Regions from separate parts of the Gossypium hirsutum genome. Here region 2 is linked to region 1. A link is a contact called in public Hi-C data. All regions are on one chromosome and are shown on one strand. The core of a region is the stretch at or near the end of the contact, and the rest is flanking DNA. Distances in the headings are between cores, read along the strand shown. Region 1 holds the start of LOC107899214 (54S ribosomal protein L17, mitochondrial). Region 2 holds the start of LOC107899208 (serine/threonine-protein phosphatase PP2A-4 catalytic subunit).

Region 1 (2,700 bases), core at 99-2,598:
AAATAAAAATATTTTTTTTAAAATTACATAAAAATAAATAACACTAGTCATTTTTTTAATTTAACTCAAACAATTATATTCGATTCGATTTGAATTCCATCCCACTCGACACGATTCGTAAAAATTTCAAATCGAGTTAGGATGATAAAATAGGATTTGAAAACTCGATTAACTCAAAAATTTTTCATTCGGTTCAATTCGATCGAATGCTCACCCCTAGTGAGAGTTTTCTTTTAGAGTTTCATATTTGACTAGTAATAGTGGTTTATTTTTAAAAAAAAGTCCAATGTACTCATCTTTTGCTTTGATATTGTTAATTATGTAGCAAAAGAAGGTTTCTCTTTTGAGGATGTCAACAGTGTTTGAATGGGGGCTTCAATTGGTCCTTTAATTGACTTGGTCATTCATATCGACCCAAAGTATCTCTCTACAATCTCTTGATTTTGTTTGGAATAACATTGATGTGTGTTGTTTTATTTGATTATTGTTTCTTGTGTGCATGACTGTTGATGTTTATTTGGTCGTGTGTATTCCCCTCATTGAGTGTGTTAGTAATAAGTTGGGAAAGTCAAATCCATCAAGTGAAGGAAAAACTAGTTTGAAAGTAGTCGTTGAAGTCCCTTTTAGTTGAATGGGGTAAAGATAAAGTAAATAAAAAACAAGGAAAAAATAAAACATAAAAAGAAGTTTTGAAAGTTTTAACAAATAAAAGAGATAAGGTTATTTTTGTTTATTGTTTTTTTTCATTAAAATGACTATAAATGAAACCTAACTGTACATTAATATAGCTCTCCAAATGACCAGTAGACAATAAATGAAAACCCATTTTATTTTTATTGTAATTTAAAATTCTTAAACTGTTCTTTGTGATTTTTGAAATCCCCTGCTTCATCGGAGACTGATTTCAGGTATGAATGAAGGAGACTGATTTCAGGTATGAATCTTTACTTCAATTTTGTCTTTTGCCTTTTCATCTCTGTTTTTAGTTTCAGATCTGTGCTTCCTTACTTGTATTTCAGTGGGTTTTAGTTTCAGGTCTCAGTCTGGTTCTTGTTTTTGTTTGTTTATTGTCTAGTATATGTTATTTATTTTTGGATTTCTTGTTTGCCTCTGTTTAAGATGGTTGTGTTATGGTCTATTTGTTTTGTAATTTCTGCTTAGCAGAATACTGTTGGGGGTTGGGGTTTTGTGTTTGGGTCTTGCGGCATGGTAGTTTTTGGGCTTTTCTGCCTGGGTATATGGGTTTGGAGACTGAATCGTGGGTGTGGGTTTTGTGGGCTTGAGGCGTGGGTTGGGGAGCTGGGGTTTGGGGTTTTTTAGTTAAACAAAAATTAAAAATACCTAAATGAAAAGTAAAAATAAAAATAAAAAATTACTACGATACCTTCACACTGGATTTAGGTTTAAGCAGGCCTTTTCAAGTTGAGAATGCACAGATCGTTGGTTCGGCCATTCATGGGGGTGCGTGGGTTTTCCTCAACCTCCAAGAAAATTGTGGCGTCGGTATTGTTCGAGAGATTACCTGTCGTTATTCCCAAATTGGATCCTGTGGTTTATGCATTCAAGAGTTTTCGTAAGTTTTCATTCTCGTGAGAAAATCTGGGAATGTTCTATCTAGGATACCTTAGATGTCTATTGGTTAGCTCATTGATGCAAAAAGGAAGAAAAAAAGCTAAAATATTTTGCTGAAAACAACATGATTAGTGGTTTATGGCACAAAGTTATTAGCTTTTTTAGTTCAAATTTTCAGCTACTAATTGGGGTTTTATGGAAATAGATGAAACTCTTGCGATTTATTTATGTAATTGCTTTTGTTTTATGCAGCTTTCGATGGAGGCAGCAGTATTGACACAAATATCCTTATGAATTCTTGGACATGTCTAAATCTAGGCAAGTTATAAATTTGATTCAGTTATATTAGGGGCATTTATTTGTATGTTGGGTCTTTCTTTCCAGCTTAAGTGGTTACCGACTAAGCATAAAAGTTGTTTATTTTATGCATAGCAATTAAGAAAAAAAAGGAAAGCAATTGATTTATCCAAATGAATGATTTAGAGTCGTGATTCCTCTGGAGAGCTGATTTGGAGAAAACAATGTAGAGTAATTTAGGCTTAATTGTTTTCAATTGAAAAACAACAGCCTCAAAAGCAATGGAAGTTGTTCGTTTGGATACATTATGTATGTTATGCTCCTTCTCCTTGCTTTGCATTTTCAATGGGTACATGCATGACTTCAGATTTGCACATTAAGAAAAAGGTGAAGTGCAACAAAGATGATTTTAGTTTTCAGCTAATGTAGTGAATTTGTTGTATAACCAGGGGAAAAGGTGATTACCAAATTGACAACGTTCCAGCTCCAAGGATCACTGAAGCTGACAAAACGATTGACAGAAAGTAAGTTGTAGATTTCATATTGCTCATTGGAACTTAATTATCAGGAGACCGTTCTTTGTTTGGAAGAGATCGAATATGTGTTGTCAAGAACTAACAATTTTTGGGAATAACTGGCCTGAAATCTGCATTAATAATCTCTAAGAAGCTGACAAAACGAATGACGAAAGAAAGTGGTGCATTTTTAATTGTTCAGTGTAACACTTTTATCTATGGGCTATTCTTTGTTTGATAGAGATCAGATATATGTCATAAGGAACTAATAGTGTATAGGAAGAAATGATCAGAATTGGATCTCAAAGTGCTTTTC
Region 2 (2,700 bases), core at 152-2,651, 290 kb after region 1:
TTTATCGCTCAGTGTACAATTTGTTTTCCCCACACAAGTGTAAGTACATCCCAAGGTCCCAAGAAATGATTTTAGCATCCAACCAGAAATCCCCAACTCATCAATATTTGTAAAATATCTTTTGTTTGTTATATGTCATATACCTAGCCTGAGTCGGTTTGTTTATTATATGATCAAGTCACATTAGGAGTTAGAATGATGAATTAGAAATGGTTAAATGGTTGGACTGTATGGATGAACTAGGCAATTAAATGCTTTGTATGAGAAGATGAAATACTTGTGTTCATACTCAATTGTATATGTCCATTTGGTAATGTTTTGAAGTTCATGATTATCAAATATGAAATTGAATGATTATGAATTACAAATGATCATGTTAATGATGAAACATATTGGAAATGTATGTTTGAAATGACATTTTGGTTGAAATGGAAATTAATATTGATGGAAATGAATGATTAGGTGAAACAGGTTGGTGCCATTTTGGCCATTTTAAAAATAGATCGTTACGTCGTGACGTAGAGCATTTATTATTGCAATGAGATCAAGTTAGTATGTTGTATCGCGAAGAGGTACCCTGAAGTTGCAGCGTCAACCTGAAATTTTGAAAATATTACAATTTAGTTCTAATTCGATATCGGGTTAACAATAAAGCTTTCAAAAGCTTGTATAAGATCCGAAAATGATTACGTATTGTATTATACACATATTTTACTTATATTTGAATCTTTAATTGTTTTAAAAATGAAATATAATTTTATCGTAGTTGCTCCGGCAACGAATGTGGCACCTTGTAGCTCAGACCCGATGATTGGGTTAAGTATCGAGGTGTTACAATCACAAAATATATACAAATACTCAAAAAACTCATATAAACATGCTTAGAATGGAAAATCACTAAGGGACTTGTGAGGAGAAGCATAAAGTGCACTAATGTGCCAAGATACTAAGAGAAAATAATATGGCATATTAGAAATTTTGGTAAATTCTTAGATACTAATTTTGGTAAAGTCTTAGAAATTTTTGTGTAACTTTAGAAATTTCAATAATTTATTAGAAATTTTGGTAACTACTTAGAACTTTTTGTAAATCCTTAAAAAATTTGGAATTTCCTTATAAATTTTGGTAATATACAAAATTAATTTCCAACCCTAAATAATATTTAATTACAGAGTAAATTTACTATTATATATTAGTTTCCATGTCATCTTATTTTAATGCATTAAGAAAATATATTTAAATATGTGATATAAACCAAATTCTATTACCAATCTGGATAAAAGAAGAACTTAGATACTAATTTGAAAATTGAAACAAAATTTAGATACTAAAAATATAATATCCCTTTATATTTTTCTTTTCCCGTTAGCATTTGAAGGGAGCTTAAGGAAATCTCATTGTGAGGAGCGTTCCCCGAAACGTGTGGTGAAGTGGCTTTATAACAGTTTAGTAGTGTGACGTGGCTTAATAACACTCACACTGTTCACGCTCCACTCTCTGTCTCAGTTCACGCGCCCTCCCATTTCATTTCGTCTTCGTGATAGAAGCAAGAGAGCCAGGAAAAGAGTGTAAAAGAGATAAAAAAGAAAGTTAAAACAAAAAGAAAAAAGAAAATTCTCAATCCAAAGTCCAAACTAGGGTTAGGGTTATCCCTAATCAGGATAACGATTTCCACGCTCGATTCTTCCAACTGATAAATTAAACATGGGCGCCAATTCGTCACCAACAGACTTGACCACTGATCTCGATGAGCAGATCTCGCAGCTCATGCAGTGTAAGCCACTTTCGGAGCAGCAGGTACCTTAATTTTTTCTCTATCTGTTTGTTTCCAAGAAAGTATCGAAATTTACCAGGAATTAATCCAATAATATATTTTTAAAATTTGTGAATAATCGATTAGGCTCTGATTTGTGAATAGTGTTATTGCAATATTTACTGCTAATTCTTTTTTTCTGTTTAAATTTCAATTCAGAGTTATGAACAAAAAATGCAGCTTCTTTTTCTTCTTCTTTAAAGCAGGGAAAGAAAATGATTTATTTTTATTTGATATAGGTAATTTCAACATAACTCGGGGTATTTGCTCGGAATAAGTGTTGTGGGTTTAAATTTTATACTTGTTGCTCGTGGAGTTTTCTTCGTTTCATCTTATTTGTGTTGTTTTAATTTGGGTCAATGGAAGCTTGTCTTTTTCTGTCTTGTGTTGTGGAATATAACTTTTAATAACTCTATTTTTTTCTCATATTGTATTGTTTAGGTCAGAGCATTGTGTGATAAGGCAAAGGAAATACTGATGAAAGAAAGCAATGTCCAGGTTTATTATCTTAGTCTGGCTTGTGTTTCAGGCATCTATGTCTATATTTGTTTATTTATTGGCGTATTTTGGAGGTGTTGAGATTGCTCCTCCGTAAACTGGGAAAGCATTGATTTTTTTTTAACAGCCTGTGAGAAGCCCGGTGACAATTTGTGGTGATATCCATGGGCAGTTTCATGATCTTGCAGAACTTTTTCGAACTGGAGGGAAGGTACTTGTTCTGACTTTGACTGTTGATTTTTGTATTCAGTTCTGTTTCAGCGGGGAATGTGTAAAATAATTAGTTGAGACCTCAATCTTTTTGAAGTTGGAGCTCTCCAGAGGTATCTTGATTGATCATATTTGTAATGCGAATATTTTTAATTTATGCTCTTTTGCATGCATTGACA

What was found. A called contact is a pair of places that touch in the nucleus more often than the background predicts.
Region 2: a contact with region 1 is called in a Hi-C map of leaf, with 2.3 times the contacts expected there. The contact joins the promoter of LOC107899208 here to the promoter of LOC107899214 in region 1. A contact is called at or near these places in 2 of 34 Hi-C or Micro-C datasets (both in leaf).

What each region holds. Positions count from the first base shown.
Region 1 is chrD04:31,000,220-31,002,919 of Gossypium_hirsutum_v2.1, forward strand. It overlaps LOC107899214 (54S ribosomal protein L17, mitochondrial), which reads left to right and starts at 1,349. Exons shown (of 6, transcript XM_016824866.2): 1 at 1,349-1,573; 2 at 1,825-1,890; 3 at 2,319-2,393. The coding sequence starts at 1,877.
Region 2 is chrD04:31,295,146-31,297,845 of Gossypium_hirsutum_v2.1, forward strand. LOC107899208 (serine/threonine-protein phosphatase PP2A-4 catalytic subunit) reads left to right here and starts at 1,402. Exons shown (of 11, transcript XM_016824852.2): 1 at 1,402-1,797; 2 at 2,255-2,311; 3 at 2,439-2,522. The coding sequence starts at 1,705.